5 separate regions of the Mus musculus genome follow, and regions 1, 2, 3 and 4 are each linked to region 5. The links are chromatin contacts, called in public Hi-C, HiChIP or PLAC-seq and promoter capture Hi-C maps. All regions are on one chromosome and are shown on one strand. The core of a region is the stretch at or near the end of the contact, and the rest is flanking DNA. Distances in the headings are between cores, read along the strand shown. Region 1 has its middle 50 kb from the start of Tmem26. Region 2 has its middle 15 kb from the start of Gm32748. Region 3 overlaps Tmem26 (transmembrane protein 26). Region 4 has its middle 27 kb from the start of Gm32931. Region 5 holds the start of Cabcoco1 (ciliary associated calcium binding coiled-coil 1).

The links. Promoter capture Hi-C pulls out the DNA fragments that hold promoters and counts their contacts. HiChIP or PLAC-seq counts read pairs in DNA pulled down with a chosen protein or histone mark. Hi-C and Micro-C count contacts between places; a contact is called where the count stands out from the background.
Region 1: a CTCF HiChIP or PLAC-seq map of CD8 T cells shows a contact between it and region 5, with 5 read pairs. The contact joins the enhancer-like site here to the promoter of Cabcoco1 in region 5. A contact is called at or near these places in 1 of 15 datasets of contacts at CTCF or cohesin (CD8 T cells), 9 of 484 Hi-C or Micro-C datasets (B cells, CD4 T cells, CD8 T cells and 2 more), 4 of 115 datasets of contacts at active chromatin or transcription factors (CD8 T cells, memory CD8 T cells, pancreatic cancer cells and 1 more) and 2 of 9 other capture datasets (adipose tissue and liver).
Region 2: a Hi-C map of cortical neurons shows a contact between it and region 5, with 3 times the contacts expected there. The contact joins the enhancer-like site here to the promoter of Cabcoco1 in region 5. A contact is called at or near these places in 3 of 39 promoter capture datasets (frontonasal cranial neural crest and liver), 17 of 484 Hi-C or Micro-C datasets (B cells, Sertoli cells, cerebral cortex and 9 more), 3 of 115 datasets of contacts at active chromatin or transcription factors (neural progenitor cells, pancreatic cancer cells and regulatory T cells) and 1 of 9 other capture datasets (adipose tissue).
Region 3: a promoter capture Hi-C map of pre-B cells shows a contact between it and region 5, with 2.0 times the contacts expected there. The contact joins the enhancer-like site here to the promoter of Cabcoco1 in region 5. A contact is called at or near these places in 13 of 39 promoter capture datasets (the 3T3-L1 cell line, 3T3-L1-derived adipocytes, the HPC-7 cell line and 9 more), 3 of 484 Hi-C or Micro-C datasets (liver and nephron progenitors), 1 of 115 datasets of contacts at active chromatin or transcription factors (embryonic stem cells) and 1 of 9 other capture datasets (liver).
Region 4: a contact with region 5 is called in a promoter capture Hi-C map of pre-B cells, with 2.0 times the contacts expected there. The contact joins the enhancer-like site here to the promoter of Cabcoco1 in region 5. A contact is called at or near these places in 7 of 39 promoter capture datasets (the 3T3-L1 cell line, the C10 cell line, frontonasal cranial neural crest and 2 more), 1 of 15 datasets of contacts at CTCF or cohesin (the NIH/3T3 cell line), 1 of 115 datasets of contacts at active chromatin or transcription factors (regulatory T cells) and 2 of 9 other capture datasets (adipose tissue and embryonic stem cells).

Annotation. Positions count from the first base shown.
Region 1 is chr10:68,672,162-68,675,575 of GRCm38.p6, reverse strand. No RefSeq gene overlaps it. Among named protein-coding and RNA genes, the nearest start is that of Tmem26, 50 kb to the left of the region's middle. Within about 2 kb of position 1,740, at least 60 of the 459 cell types and tissues checked have an H3K27ac peak or open chromatin away from gene starts, as enhancers often do. A contact at or near this core is called in B cells, CD8 T cells, memory CD8 T cells and 1 more, where this site is marked.
Region 2 is chr10:68,353,946-68,357,130 of GRCm38.p6, reverse strand. No RefSeq gene overlaps it. Among named protein-coding and RNA genes, the nearest start is that of Gm32748, 15 kb to the right of the region's middle. Within about 2 kb of position 1,285, at least 135 of the 459 cell types and tissues checked have an H3K27ac peak or open chromatin away from gene starts, as enhancers often do. A contact at or near this core is called in Sertoli cells, cerebral cortex, cortical neurons and 7 more, where this site is marked.
Region 3 is chr10:68,757,623-68,761,045 of GRCm38.p6, reverse strand. The region is part of intron 4 of Tmem26 (transmembrane protein 26); the gene reads right to left. Among named protein-coding and RNA genes, the nearest start is that of Tmem26, 36 kb to the right of the region's middle. Within about 2 kb of position 1,510, at least 12 of the 459 cell types and tissues checked have an H3K27ac peak or open chromatin away from gene starts, as enhancers often do. A contact at or near this core is called in pre-B cells and second pharyngeal arch cranial neural crest, where this site is marked.
Region 4 is chr10:68,794,332-68,797,517 of GRCm38.p6, reverse strand. No RefSeq gene overlaps it. Among named protein-coding and RNA genes, the nearest start is that of Gm32931, 27 kb to the left of the region's middle. Within about 2 kb of position 1,912, at least 71 of the 459 cell types and tissues checked have an H3K27ac peak or open chromatin away from gene starts, as enhancers often do. A contact at or near this core is called in adipose tissue, pre-B cells and regulatory T cells, where this site is marked.
Region 5 is chr10:68,540,488-68,543,714 of GRCm38.p6, reverse strand. Cabcoco1 (ciliary associated calcium binding coiled-coil 1) reads left to right here and starts at 1,840. Exons shown (of 8, transcript NM_028491.1): 1 at 1,840-1,968. The coding sequence starts at 1,858.

The DNA.
Region 1 (3,414 bases), core at 491-2,990, 130 kb before region 5:
CCCAATAATGACATGAAGCTATAACAAAGTATATCAATCAACACACCATCAAATTTTGTCAGAGAAGAACCTTTAAGCTACATGAGGTGACACATGTCTATAATCTCAGTACTTGACAGGCTGGTGAATTCGAGGTCAGCCTGGACCAAATCACCAGCCTGGACCACATGGTCAGACCCTGTCTCAGAAACAAACACAGCAAAACCAGAAAAACCTTTAAGGATTCAGATGCTAAACTTGAAAACCCAAATGTCCTCATGGAGAACAAAAACTATCACTTGCCTCCTCTGAATGAGATGCATTTGCTCACCTTGAAGACCATATTTAAATACCCAGGTCAGGATAATCAGCCTGTGTCCTATTGCCTCAAGCAAGAAAACTGTTCTGTGGAAAAGAAAGCTACCGAGCAATCAACAGTTTTGACTTGGATATTTTTTGTTTGGTGTTGGTTGTTGAGGTTAAAAAAAAAATCGTTTGTGATTCGACTTCTGTAAACTCGTCTCTCCTGCTGCAAACTCCCGAGTGCTGGGATCAGAGCTCTAAACTCATTTTCTTTTTTCTTTTTCTTTTTTTTTCCTTTCATAGCCTTCTAGTTTAGTCTAGCCTAGTCTAGTCTATTCCATTCAACCCCATGTCTTTGCATCCCTAAGTGTGAGGGCACATTATACATGGATGCCTTCCCTAGCGTATGATTTCATGGCCCTCCATTGCTTCACGCCCAGGTTTGCATGCATACACTCACACAGAAAAAAAAATACAAATTCTATAAATATTAATTTTTTTTAAAATGTCTGTGTATGTATCTGTGTGGGTTTTGGTGCAGGAGTGTGGTTGCTTTGAACCACTTATTTTTATGGCTGTGACACAGCGTCTGTCTAAAGCAACTTAAGCAGGGAAGGACTTCTTTTGGCTCACTGTTTGAAGGGATACAGACCATCACCATGGGAAGCCATGCTGACAGGAGAATGAAGCAGCTAGTCACGTTACATCTCCAGGGAAACAGAGAGAGATAAATGTGGGTGTTCAGCTCATGGTTCCCTCTTTATTCAGACTAGGACCAGGGATAATGAGATGGCGTGACACACATTTAGATGGGACCTACCTCTCTGAAAAATGCCCTCACAGGATAATACAGAGGTAGGGCTTCTGGTTGATTTTAAGTCCAGGTATTTTAACAGCGAAGATTAACTATTATAAGCTGTATCTTTCATCTTCACGTCCCCAGATGAAATATTTTGCTGTGCATTCTTGAATGTTAATTAAAGCTAACAATAGCAGAAACTAAGATCTCCAGCCACTGACCTTCTCATTATCATTACTAATTACACCACAAAGACACTGCCTTCCTTCATCTATAAATGAGGATAGCTGAGGCTGTAGAGATGGATCAGTAGCTAAGAGGACTTGTCACCTTTCAAAGGATCAGAACTCAGTTCCCAGCAACTGCAAGGTAGCTCACAACCATCCCTCATGGGCTCTGCAGGGTCACTGTGCACAGACATGTGCTGGACACATAAAATAAAAACAAGCCTTTCAGACTAACGCTGCAACCCTTGCCTAATGCACACCATAAGCTAAGGAAAATATGGACTTTCCTGACCACAGAGTCGTACAAAGCTGACATGGCAAAAGAACTAGAGGGCAGAATGGAGTTTCCAGATAAGGATATGGTAAGATTGCTCTAGGTTATTGGGGTGAGCCTAATCGAATCAAGTGAGCCATTGAGAAGAGAGGAGAGCTAAAGGTTCAACACGTAAAAGGACTTGATCTTTGATGTCTAGCTTTACAGAGAGAGAGAGGAGCTGGTTAGTCATCAGAGGCAGGTAGCCTGTACTTATTGAGAAAAACATCTACGTAATACCCAGGAAGGAAGCAGAAACCACAGTCCTACGGAATGGGGCTCTGAGAACCGTGTAAAAAGGCTCAGAGTTGAACCCAGCCCTAGAGCCTCCTGCAAGCAATTACACCATGTACAGCTTTGATTTCAGCAGCTGAGATAGATCTGAGAGCCTGCTGAGCTGAGCTGGGCCCAGAACTGTAACATGGAAGATAGCTACAGTTTTTAAACTACCGAGGTTTTGGGTTTTTTTTTTTTATTTTTAGTAATTAGCCTAGGAAGATGAATACATATGCAATGTAGCACTTATAAATGAAAAATGTCAGGTAAATATGCGCTCCCATCATTTGATACTGTGATCTAATGGAGACTTTGTGTCATAGAATGTACTGAGCTAATGTCGCATCTATTATAAGAATGATAAGGCTGACAGGGGAAGGAAGCAAGGCTTAGCTCATGAATTTAGTTTGCTTTTCAAATGCTTAACGTTCAGGCTGTCTCCAGGTCCATGGAGATTTGGCCTCCCTGAATACAGAAAGGTTTGATTAAAGCTCAAGTCCTCCTAAAAGCTTTTAATAGCTTTTCTTTAAAAAAAAATCCCAACCCTCTTTTTTGTAACATTCTTCTAAATGTAAGAAAGCACAAAGATAGTAAAGAAACAAAGGAGATAAAATTGAATCAGAGGCCCCCCTAGCTTCTCCATTATTCAAAGCACTCAGTGAGTTATAAATGATTTAAGGATGATCCAGCCAGGATTCTTTGCGTAAATAGTTTTCATCTTCCTGATTACTAAGCAGGAGAGAGAAGAGTCTGTGTTCCCATTAACAAAGGCTTTGAATTGTCTTTTGCCAAAAACCATGAGAACGTATTTCTTCCTGTGTAGTCTATTTTTTAATATGGAGGCAAATCAAGAGAACAATTTACAACTTTATCACTACTTTTATTGGACAGTTATGTGATGCCAGCAAGTGGCCAAGCATTCTACAGAATACAGAAACAGGACCCCAAGTACACAAACCAGGATGTAAGTGAAGCCGGTCAGCATAAGATACCACGAGGTTCAAAGCCAAGCCTTAGTGTTTGCTCATAATGGCACTGAGCATGAGGGGAGTCTAGACCCATAATGAGCCTCATAAACATTCATCGATTGTGCTAGGCTGAAATTTGACTCCTCCAGTGAAGAGAACATGCGTAAGTAGATGGGCGAGCCAGCCGTAACCCAACACTCACACCAGCTCGGGAAAGAGAATGAGATAATAATACACTGTAATAGCTGGCCCTTGTCATCTTTGAAATAACATGCAAGCGTTTATTAGTCAACCACCCCCGCCATGCTGTGGGAAACACAAATACTGCTTTTCTGCCGAAGAGCCTAAGAAATTGTGGTTTCGAGCGCAATCATTTCGCCTGGGCATCTCCCATAGAATTTCAACTAGAGAGTAGATAATTATTGTCCTCTGAAGCCTGAGAATATTCCCAGCAAATCTGGGGGCGGGGAAATATAAGACATTGGAGGGAGACATAGTAAGGAGGGATCTCTGAGGAGATGGATAGAGGGTACAGTGGGTGGGTCAGAT
Region 2 (3,185 bases), core at 36-2,535, 190 kb after region 5:
AAATAGCAGTCCCGTTCTACTCCAAGGAGGCTCACTTCCCTTCAATAGCGCCGCCGTCCACCGACAAGGTTTTCTCCATAACCCTGCCTCTTTTAACAGGAAAGAATCTAGCATAATCACAGGGCAGGAAGTATTTATTAGAAGCCAGGGAGAATAGGTCTCCCTTTCTGGCCTCTTCATTTTGTGGGGTGTTAAGTCATGGGGGGTGGGGAGCAGGGGGCGGGGGAGAGGCAGATATCTGCTTGGTATGATATCTGGTTGGTGATATTTATAAGTAGCCAGCCAGAGTAGCAAAGTTGCCCCACACACACATCCTGAAAAAAAAAAAAAAAATTTTTTTTTAGCCTAAACAAGGCCAAAGGAATATTAAAGTTTCACTAGGGAAGAAATATGGCCGCTGCCAGGAACTGACTAGTCATAAAACCCAAGGCATTCAGGCGTCCATCATCGCCTGCCTTTTAATGACTGAACTAAAAGAAGAGACATCAGTTTTCAAAATAAGGTTATAAAAATGCTGTGCACAGATGAGGCCTCCAAATATTTTGATAGTACCCGAACAAAATTGCATATATATACATATATATATATATATACATATATATATATATGTATATAATCATTGAGACAAATCACAAAACATATGTTGTTATGTTTTGCTCTAAAAACCATGAAGTTTACCCAGAACCCTATTATGGTAACTGCTTCACTTTTCATGCATTCCTAAATTACCATGTAATCTAAAACCTTGTTTTCAGCGGCCCTATATTGGAAAGTCCCTTCAAACTAAGCAGGATGATGGCAGGCTCGCTCACATTCAGAAAGAAACCTGCCTTTGCTGCTGAAAATGAAAGTGGGATTTATCAGATAGACTCCTTTAAAACAGTCACCACCTTAGTGACACACGGGGCCTGACGCATCCAGGAAATGCCGAGACCAGGAATTATGCTTTAAGCTCTCTGCATTTTCAAACACATGGATAGTTGGTGTAAAAATATATTCTTTTCCTGCAGGGACGTGACTGTAATTAGTGTGTGCCAAAACTCTCTCTCTCTCCCGGAGATTTCATTGTCTTATCTCTTTGCAGCATCTTAATGCGATTTTATTTTACTTTGTCAAAGTCCTATTAACATAAATGTGTTCTCCATAGCAAACAGTGTTCTTTTTTATGCAAAACAGGATTCAGCTGACTCTAATAAAACAGCTTGCAGTCTATTAGAGTACAACAGTAATGTGCTTATTTTGTTTGTCAAATCAAGACCGCCGTCAGAAGGCTCTAGACAAAGATTTGTCTTGTTTTCCAGAATAATTGCCAGGGTGGGGCTACGTTATGATCTGTAAATGAATAGTATCGCTTAGAACAAACACTTCATATATCTTTTATCTTCCCCTGCACACAGTTCTGAGTTTTTCTTTGAAATCTTTGCTCCACTTTTCCACATAAGTCATCAGAATGTTTCCAAAGAATTTTAACTGCCAGATTAATTATATCTTACAAACAAAGATAGATTGCTTACATTCTTTATTCAGAAACCCTGCCAGTATGGAGCAACTGGCAACAAATTAATCTCTTTTGCAACCCTACAAAATGTTTTGCTATGAAAAGGCCTGGAAGGTAAATGGATCCTTTAAAAAAAAAAAAATCAGGTTGCTCATTCTGAAAGGCTAATCCTAAGCACAGAACAGAGGAGTAAATGAATCTAGCTACTCCCTAACTTTGCTCTTCCTTTTCTTTCTTTCTTTTTGTTTTTTGTTTTCTTGGTTTTTTGTTTTGTTTTGTTTTGTTTTGTTTTGTTTTTGTGTGTGTGTGTGTGTGGTTTTTTTTGTCTTTTGTTTTTTCCTTCTTCTTAACAACTAGGTTACAGCCTTCTGTTAATGGATTCAGTTAATTAAGTATTGCTGTGACCTGGTGGCAATTTCTGAAATCCAGAGAATTTTTCCCTCTTTTAAGGTCTGCCTCCCCCACGGGGCCCCGGGTGTAATCTGTTTGCAGAGAGTCTATGTATGTCAGCCCTGCTTCCCTTAGAAGCTTCTAGAATGTTTTAATAAATTTATCAACCGAAAAAAAATATTACAAACATTTCATTTCCTTTGACTCAGGCACACCACACACACACACACACACACACACACACACACACACACACACCACTGCCTTCATTGCAAATTCTTGCCAGTATGAATCACCCTAAGTAATGTTTGCTTTAACTTTAGTGTGGTTCAACAAACAACCTTTATATGGCTGGACTTCAAAGGGAGGAGAAATGAAGGTTGGAAATATGATAGGCGTAATCTATTATTAGGCATGAAACACTAAACCACTTTTAGCTATAACTCTAAAACCTGCATAATCTTAGGTTTTTTAACATAATGTGTATTTATTGTGCCTTCACTCACACAAGCATTTATCTCCCCGTGTTTGTGAGAGAAATACTTTCCACTGTAGCGTGGGCCACTACTTGGCTTAATTTTTCCTAATATTTAATTTAGAAAGGGGAAAATGGTAATATTATAACAGGATTCTCATGTGTCCCAGCCAAAATACTTAGTGTTCCTCTTTGAGTAAAATTAATCTGTTACCAGTTCCCTGACCTGCAAGTCAGGTTTCAGTAAACTAGGCATCCAGGGAGGAGGGCAGAGGGAGGGGGTAAGCTAGGCTGGCTAGGGAGATAAGATCTCTTTCTTTGATTAAGGGGGGGTGGTGTTGGCGGGGGGGGGGGGGGGGGTGGGGGGGGGAGCTAAAAAAAAAAAAACCGAATGTCTCAACCCAGCCATGCCTCCCAATGGCAGAAAAATAAGCCAAAAGTGTATCCCAGCAGTAATGGTTGAAGACATTTATTAGCTCCGTCCATAACAACATTCACTGCAGGGAGAGCAATTGTTAAAAAATCTGTACTGCAATTATTTCTTTAATGATGGGGGGGGGGCGTCTCCAGCTCCTTATTTCTCTCCTTCTTCACCCTCCACAAACATTGGCACTTAAAAAAAAAAAAATCTAATGTTATGAAATAAGTCAGAGAGCTTGTAGCTCAAGAGAACCGGAGACAGCACTGGGAATGTATGCATGCGCAGAAACAAAAACACCGTCGGTAACATTTTGTTCTTGATTAAATTTGCGCTCCCTAATACAGTAGATTAAAAATAAGTCCAACTGTTAAACGCATTAGTGTTCAGCCGTGGTTCTGGTG
Region 3 (3,423 bases), core at 261-2,760, 220 kb before region 5:
AGGGATCTGCAATCCTATAGGTGGAACAACAATATGAACTAACCAATTACCCGCCCCCCCTGAGCTCGTGTCTCTAGCTGCATATGAATCAGAAGATGGCCTAGTCGGCCATCAGTGGAAAGAGAGGCCCATTGGACTTGCAAACTTTATATGCCTCAGTACAGACCAAGCCTTGGCTAGGACCAAGAAGTGGGAGTAGGTGGGTGGGGGAGTGGGTGGGGGGACTTTTGGGATAGCATTGAAAATGTAATTGAAATAAATACCCAATTAAAAAATGGAAAAAAAAGAACCACTTTTGTCAAAAACAAAACAAAACAAAAAGAACAACAACAACAAAAAAACAAATATGCATGGAAGCAAAACATCCATGCACATAAAAATAAATTAAAAAAATATAAAATAAGTCACTCTTTGATTATCTTAACTATTTTTTTAAAATGGAGAGTTTTTTTTTAGTATAAAAGAGACAGTGCACAAATAGGATTCATGCACTTTTAAAAGTGTAACAAACACATTGAGACAATAAAGAAGAGAAAGAGAAGAGAAAGCACAAAGGTTTCAAGGGGAAAAAAAGAGTTCACGAGATTGAGCCCAGGAAAAACATACGAAAGGCCTTTTCTGCATTGTCAAATATTCTGAAATATAGTAATGGTGCTGAAACAGACTTTTTCTTTTTAATAAACAATCTGTGTTCAGAAATCCTATAGAGGGTGTTCCCAGAGGTGATGAACTATTTCTCCCGAATATGCTCAATTTAGACTCATGAACATTTTGACAGAGAAGCCACGGCCAATAGAAAGGTCAACAGATACCTCCCCCCCTTCACAAATATGGGTTATATTAGACACGCTGTCAAAGATCACCATCCATGCTGTGCAAATTAACCAGCGACAAGCAACAAATCCAGCATCATTGACTCTCCTTAATGTAGCACAGTTGCAGGTAAGAGCAATGTCTAGGGCGTGCATGCTCCCGGCTCAGCTGCCGTCGGGAGAGGGAGAGAGACATTGTGTAGGATAAAGTTAAAGGGGCAAGAAAAATTTCTTCCAGATGATTGCAGCTGGTGGGAAGAATCAATGCAATATGCTGCAACAAAAGGTGGGAGAGGTTTTAAACCCTAGGAAAGAAAGCACTGGAGGACCCCCAGGGAGGGGGGGGGGGCGCAGCTGATTGATGAGGAGGTGGGGCTAGGGGCGGGGCAGCTGATTAAAATGGATGGGGATTTCTGTTTATTAATTGAGTTTTAAAGTGAGGCCCGGGTGTTCCCACAAACACTGCAAGATTGGAGCCCCTTCATCCTCTATGATGTTGTCCGCTCATTAGGTTCTTTAATACATCTGGAAGACAGGGATCTTATGTCTGTAAGAGCTGAGAGGAGATTACAACTCAACAGGAGCGGGAAGTGAAGAACCATTTCAGATTTCCTGTAAGAAATGCTCTGAGAGAGAAAGCCAAGGCTGACTGTAATTTGAATATAAACTGTCAGCCTTCCCCCACCTCCCACCACTGATTCCTGCTGTAGGACCCTGTGTTTGAACACTTGGTCTCTAGTTTGGGGCCCAGCTGGTGGCGCTGTTGGAGAGCTTATGGAAAATTTAGGAGGTGGAATCTAGCTAGAGGAAGTATATCGCTGGGAATGGGGTTTGGGGTTTTTTATAGCCCGACTTCTCTTCTATCTCATTTCCTGTCTGCCAGGCCAGCTTCCTGTCCCTGCAGCCATTCCTTCCCCAGTCGTTTTCTGTACCCCAATAAAACATGTTAAGGCCATCTTGATCAATCGGAGATTGGGTTTTCAAAGTGAGAGGTTCCTTGAGACTGGAAGGAGCTGAATGAGTTTAGAATGCAATTTGAAAAGGCTAGGCATGTTGGTACATACCTTTAACCTCAACGTTAAAGATGCAGAGGCAGGTGGGTCTCCATGAGTTCAACACCAGCCTAATCTATATAGTGAGTTACAGAATCTCCAAAGCTGCACAGAGACCCTGTCTCCAAGAAATAAGAAAGGAAGGGAGGAAGGGAGGAAGGGAGGGAGGGAGGGAGGGAGGGAGAGAGAGAGAGAGAGAGAGAGAGAGAGAGAGAGAGAGAGAGAGAGAGAGAGCGAGCAAGCTCACATTTAGAATGTAGTGGTCCAAGGGGCCTCTCTTCGGTATTGCAAACCTTATATGCCCCAATACAGGGGAATGCCAGGGCCAAGAAGCGGGAGTGGGTGGGTAGGGGAGCAGGGTGGAGGGAGGGTATAGGGAACATTCCGGATAGCATTTGAAATGTATATAAAGAAAATATCTAATAAAAAATAAATTAAAAAAAAAAAGAATGTAGTGGTCCAGAGACATGATGGGTTTGTTTAGAAATGAAAGTGAAACTTTAAAACCAACTTTAAAACTTTTAAACCAATTCATGTAAGTGATGAATAGACTTCAAATCTATTACAGACCTTCTAAAAAGACATGGTAAATTCTCCTGTGCACTCAGCTGACTAAGAAAGTAGAGGCATGTGCAGAGAGGGCCCAACTGGGTCTTGTTTAAATGAAGGTTCTCTGAGCACAGGTGTGCATCTGAATACATCCCACATCTTCAGTAGGTGTGGCTGTAAGTGTTTAAAGTTCCATATCCATTTCTGCTCTAGTTACAAATTGCAAACTACTTCATTGTATTGGAATTGTGCAAGATTCAAGGTAAAAGTGACACTGAAAATCAAATAGATACATTAATAAAATAAATAAGACAAATAATATAAAAATGAACAACAATAATATTATTTACAAAGCATTAGTACAAGATAATTGAGTAATAAGATAAATGAATAAATAAATTCAAACAAATAAATAAATAGGCCAAGCATCAGCCAGTGCCATCCTGAAATTGATAGATTGCTCCGATTAAGAAACAAAGGGAGAGGTCTGCCTGGAGAACCGTTTCAGTGGTCAAGAGTGCTAGCTAGTCTTTTAGAGGACCCAGGTTCAGTTCTCAGTGCCTACCAGTAACTCCAGCTCCATAAACCACCTTCTGGTCTCTGCAGGCACTGAACACATGTGGAGCACATACATGTGTACAGGCAAACTCATACACATAAGATAAAAGCATTTTTTTAAGGTAACAGATGAAGAAGCTTGTGATGGTGGCAGAGATGTATGGAGAGTGGCCAATTATCAACAAAGTATGTGATACGTCAAAAAGAGAAACAAGGAGCCGGTAACTAAGGGTTACATGATTTAGCACAAAGCAAGGACATCAAAGCAACTAATCTTTTCAAAACTGGAAAACGGTTCTGTGCTCAAGCTAAAGAAACATGGAATGTAAAAGACTCAAGGAATCCACAGATTTAGTGAAGATATAGCAACCACGTGGTATGAGTACAGAGACCCTCAGAGTCAACAGGACAGGGACGGATGGGAAAAATCAACTTGAAAGACCCCATGGTCT
Region 4 (3,186 bases), core at 663-3,162, 250 kb before region 5:
TGAATAGAATTGTGTGCTTCAAATATGGTGTATTAAGTTAGACAATAAAGCTCTACAGCCAGAGACTGATAGGGTACACCAGGTTTATGAGAGTGTTTGTCACTAAAGGAGGAGAAAGGGGAATGGCCTGAGAAAGGATACGAAGGCCTTCACTCCATCCCTCCATAATTTTATATATTCCTGTGAAGAGAAGGTCTGGTGTAGGCAAGATGGCTTCAAGGTACTTGTAACATGACCCTGGTGACCTCCATTTGATTTCTGGGACCAAATGAATGTAGAAGAAGACAAATGACTCTGCAGAGATGTCCTCTGACCTCCATGGGTCCACCTTGATAATTGTGCTCACATGCACATCACTCATGCTTACATACAGCAATAAGAGAAGACAGAAAGAAAGAGTGAATGAATGAAAGGAAGGATGGAAGGAAGGAAAGAATGAGAGAGAGAGAGAGAGAGAGAGAGAGAGAGAGAGAGAGAGGAAAAGTGGAGCTGGAGAGATGGCTCAGTGGTTAAGAACACTGACTACTCTTGCAGAAGAGTTCATTTCCCAGCATCTGTATTGGGCAGTTCACAACATCTTGTAAATCCATCTCCCAAGACATTCAATGACATCTTCTGGTCACTGCTGGCTCCTATATTCAAATGCCTGTGCCGACACAGACACACATACACACATACATAGACGTAATTTTTAAAAAATGCTGAAATGAAACCCTCACCTTCTTTCAAATAAGTAAACGTCTAAAGTAAATATGACATAATATTAGGGCTTAAGCTATAAGACACGTGAATGTTGTTTTAAGTTTCACAGTTATTTAGTGTATATGCACATGTGTGTATGCATGCACACATATGGTACTCTGGTAAGCATATGGAGGCCAGAGAACAAGTTGCAGGACGTTCTTTCTTCCCTTCTACCACGTGGATTCTGGGGATTGGACTCAGCTAGTCAGACCTGGTAGCATGCGTCGCTACCCAATAAGCTTCCTTGAAGGGTAGACATTAATCTTAGATTTAAATAAACATAATTTTACTATAATCTTTCAAAATTAAGGAAAAAAATCATGGAAGGTGTGTTGTTAACCTTTAAATTCTGGAGCAAGCAGTAAGTATTCTGTCTCCTTGAGAAGAAGCAAACTGGCAGAGCCTGCCCAGACAGTGAGAGGAGTCCGCTGGCTGACAGAGAAGCTGCAGAAGTGCCGCCCATCCCCATCACTCACTGAACTGGGCAGAACCCAGGAACCCCACTTCCCATCTCTGTCTCCCAGGTGCACCTTCAGAAACAATTAGAATCATTTCAACAGAACCACGGGAGAATAATTTTGAGTGTTTCATGATTCACCTTGTTCTCCTGAAAGTCGGCATGAAAGCGTCCATGTTCCAGGCTTCCAAACAGCACAGACTGTCCTAACAACGCTTTTCATGACAGATAGGTCACCCACGAGAGGTCCTTTTTAACGCGAGACATTTTATCCTCCTCCCCACCAAAAAAAAATGTGATGAATTATTTTTCCAAAGCTGATAGTTTGTTTCAGAACATTCGTTTTCATGAAAGCCAATGTCACCTCAACACAGTAATGAATTCCTTTTGGAAGCCGCTCTGACTTCCCAAGGTCACCAATTGAGCTTTCACAGAGAGAAATTATGCCGGTTTGATTTGAGAAAGCCTGGGGAAGTTGAGGGGGAAGGAGAAGGCAAGAGTGGGGCAGATGCCAGAACTGAGGAACATCTCAGCAGAGTTGGATTAAGTTTCAACTTATGCAAATGAGGGTTGAGAAAGGAAGCCTCTGTTTCCCTTTGAGTGTACTGATGCGCAGACTCACCAGGAGGGTAACTTCAAGGGCTTATGCCCCCAGGGACCAGGCTGGGAGGGAAGCGGGCTTCTGTGTCATGGAAAGTCCCAAGATCTGTTCCAGAGCCCCACCCACTTCCTGCCACCTCCGTGTTTGTCTTCTGTGCTCTGGATGCTCTTAACTGTCCTACAAGTGTGGTAAAGGGTTCTAGCATGTGGAGGGAAAATTAGCTTTATTTCTTTTTCCACCTTCATTAAATTCAGAAAAGGGAGACAATCAAAAGAAAACGTTCTGACCTAATTAGTCCCAGTGCCGCAGAAACAATGGAAAGCGTTTTCTCTGAACAAATGTGCACGATTCAAACATTTCACTGGAAAGAGCCAGTCGAGCCTTGCTTCTCCATTTTTAAGGAGCATGGGAACATTCTGGAAGGTGGAAGCTGTTGATAGCAAAGTAGTTAACAGTTAAGAACATAGAGTGAGTCCACTTTGATCCTACCTATGGGAATAGTTGTCATCTGTGTGCCTGTGTGCGTGTGTGTGTGTCTGTGTATGCGCACGCGTGAGCGCTCATAATGTACATTAGTGTGCATTTGTGCATATGTGTATGGGTGTATGGAGCAGTGTGTCTGTGTGTGTGTGTGTGTGTGTGTGTGTGTGCGCGCGCGCACACACACACACACGCACATGCATGTGGTTGCTGGAGGTCAAAATCAGGTGCCTTTCTTGTTTGTTCTCTACCTTATATTTTGAGATAGGGTTTTTCACAGAACTTAGAGTTACCCTACCCAGCTAGGCTAACTAACTAACCAATGAGCTCCCAGGATCCACCTGTCTCCACCCCTGGTCCAAGCCTTGGGGTTTCAGGTGTGTAGGTTTGTTTCCTGCTTTTCTGTGAGGCTGGTATACAGACTCAGGTCTGTGCTTTCAGGGTACACTTCACTGACTGAGCAGTTACCTTGCTCCAGCGGTTGTCTCTTTTATGGGGTACACTTGGATGCAGTTATGAAAACAGCAGATGATCTTTGCTGGTGAGACTAAAGCCTAGAAAACCTCAAATCATAGAGAAGAAAACATTTAAAGTTGACTTCTGCTCACTCCTGCTTACTGATGGAACATAGCTGCTTCACAAAGCTGAAGATTCAGACTCAGTCAGAAGGCTCCATCTCATATAAAACTATTGTCCAATGTTCAATACAAACATACATCTATAGATAGATAGATAGATAGATAGATAGATAGATAGATAGATAGATAGATAGAACTTGCTTCCAAAGAGGTTGTAGAAAGAAAGTTAAAAATACGAAATTATTGTCTAAATCTCACATTGCAGTAGGTAAGACTATTTCAAGGACACAGGATGTGACAGTAAAAACTAAAGGTGCTTAATTTTG
Region 5 (3,227 bases), core at 591-3,090:
AAGTCCTGCAAGTCAAAGAAAGCTTCAGGCTGATGGGTTTTCAACACCATTCTATATCAGGAGGTGGGGTGAGGTTGGAGTGAACAATCTGCCATATAAAATTAAATGACCTCCTCCAAACTCACTTCTCTATAAATTATAATATTGGATGTATTAAGGTAACATTTGGAATTTCATGTTTCCTGAGGTACCACTCATGTCAATGACTCCATCTTTAGGGCAGTGTTCCATCTACTTCTGGGGTCCACAGTTAGAAATAAAGCTGTAAAATTGCCAAAGAGAGGGCAAAAGAACTAAAGGCCAGCTAAATCCGTCCCACGGTCGGAGGAAACCACAAACTACTCTTAGGAGAAATAAATGTGTTTGCAGTTTAGCAAGCACTAAATTGCAGGAATGTGAGCCATTCAACTTCACAGAAGGTGGCTAGCTGCATTCCATTTCTTTGGAGTAAAGATCAAAAGGAAAAAAAAAAGAGAGAGAAAAATATTAAACACTTTAATGAGTTTGGAAGTTGGTGGCTCATAGTAAGTCTGGCAATAACTATGAATTGACTGTATTTTCACTAATTGAACACATTCTAAAATCCTTTTAAAGTGGGGTTAAAAGTCATAGCCATGTTGTTGAGTTAATACTTTGTACTGAGAACTCAGTCAGTCCCTCGAAGAGTAAAAATTCCAAGGAAAAGCGACATTACAACCTGCTTGAAGAGATGGAATGTCTGTGAATTAAGCTACAGATGACTCTTGAATAGAGGTGGGCTATACCAGGATTTGGGTTGTTTAAACTACGAAAACACTTGAGGGACAGACATGGTTATAAAGCTACGTACAAGAACATGTTAAATTTTCTCTGAAAGGCAACTGGAGAGAAGCATTCTGATTTGGTAAGCTGGTGGCTTTGCACAGCATGTATCCAGCCAGGAAAGTTTAACACAGACACCAGCACTGTGAACACTAGGAGGTGACAAGATCCCCTGAACATTTCTAATACAATAATCGGTTTGATCTCTTTGGAAAGCTTTGAAGCCGTTAGGGGTTGGGATTTTGTTGTATGCGTGGAGGAACCGACCCCGTAGTGTATGGATTTGACAGTAAGCGTCTTGCGTGGGTAGCAGCCTCCAAGCAGGTAAATGTATGGTGCATCCCGCAGCCAAAGGAAGCATTGAATAACCAAAAAATATCCAAATATGTAGGATCGGGCTTGTAGCTCAGTGGTTAAGGTGTTTACCCAGGACTCGGGTGACACTGGGTTCAGTGTGTGCTTGCATAAATTGGGTATGGTGCCCTTGATTGTAAGCTCTTGGGAGCTGGAGGTAGGAGGTCAGCAATTCAAGATCCTCTTCAGCCTGGGCTACCAAGGTGGAGTGGGTGGAGGGAGGCTCTTCATACTCCCAATCTAATACCTCCTTGTTTAGAGTCTTTGTATTATGGAAATTTCAAACAGTTGCTAGAGGAGACAGTGTTCTAACCCCACCTCTTCCGCAATTTTAATTCACAAGTCCATTTGCCTCTCTCGGTATTTTGAAGTAAGTTGCAGATTGCCCCTTCCATCACTAGCTAAATATACACCTCTAAAATTAGAGTCAGTTTTTCCTACTGAAGACCACAATGCCACGGATCAGACTTTTAAACGTTATAAAAATTGCTTAAGATCAACCATTAAGAGCCAGAGCCCCCAAATCGCTTATCGTCTCCCTTTTAGAGTTAGCTTTCTGTGTCAACTCCAGAATTGCTTCTGAAGTAAATTTCTCAGTTTCCACTGTAATTCGAGCAGCAGGTGGCCTCACGGGCTCCCGTGAGTGGGCGGGGCCTGAGCTTCGGTTAGGCGTCACTGCCTCCCACCACGGTTGCCTTGGCGATGAAGGCTGCTTCCTCTAAAGAAAACGTGTCAGGGTCGTCCACAGGATTGACCTCCTGGGCGTTGACCACCCCTGGGGTGTCGCCAGTAGGCAGCACTTCTGACTCTGAGGTATGTGTCCCTTTCCGGGAAGTCCAGTACCGGGTCCTTGGCTAACACCAAGGTCACTCAAGGTCAAGGTCAGAGCTGCCTGGGACTCAAGCGGTAAAGGCTTGCAAGCTGATCCTTGGGGCAGAGGTCTCCAGGACCCCTGAAGCTCACACAGACCCTGTGAGCTTACTCTGGAAAGTTCCAGGCTCACGCAGCCTCACAGATATGCAAATCTTTAACTGGAAAAACAAAAAGTAATCTCTGATCTTAAAGGGGACCCGTCCCTTTTTGCAAGTGCCATTGATTGACTGGGAAGATCAACAACTGTTCAAAGGGTGTTAAAGATTGCTGCTTTCTGAGTGAGTCATGGTTAGTTTCTGTTGTCACCTGTCCCTGTCCCAGGAGACAAGACCAAACACCCTGAGCTGAGAGTCTGTTCTCTGCCCCTGGCCTCATGGCTCATAGTGAATTTGTCCCTGGTACTCCAGGGACCTCTTGGGTAACACAAGGTCATCTACCACCCCCTCCTAGCACCAGCTATCAATGTGTGTGGAGCATTAACTCATCGTGACCCTAGACTTAATGCTTAAAGGGTTATTACTATTGCATTTTCACTTATTTGTGGGTGGGTGGATGAAAGTCCCAGTCCCAGTGCTCAGTGTGGAAGTCAGAGGACCACTTGATGGTTGTCCATATGCGTCCTAGTGATGAAGGTCAGGTGTTCAGTTTTGGCAGAAGGTGCTGCACTCCTTGCTAAGAATTTAACCGCAAGTGCATCAGCTAAGCCATCTTTTTTTTTTTTTTACTGTTTAAATCTCCTCACTGAGTCTATCAAGTACAGTTTCCATGAGGTTATTTTTTCCCTTCCTTTTTTTTTTTAAAGACTCTGAGGAGTGAATAATGAAGTGTTAATTAACACAGCTTTGTTCAGCTTCCATATTAGTCCAAACAACAACAGTCTTTGTGAAGAAGATAAGTATTTCGCTGCAGACTCAGCAGTCAGGAAGCACAAAGCCAGTAATTTCATGCCTTCCTCTTCAACAAGGGAGCAAGCAAGCCAGTCCCACTCCACCCCCTCCAAGTCCCCCAGTACTGCAGGCAGACCGCTAAGCCTGCAGGGTCTCCCATGAGCCTTTCTAAATAAAATTAGCATACATTAAATGCACATTTTAACATGATAAACTGGATCCTAAGCTCATTCCTCCCTTGTGATCGCTAATGTAAGTTAACATAATTTTTAAACCAGCATAGAAAACTTTCCAATTAAATTCTGTGTCGTT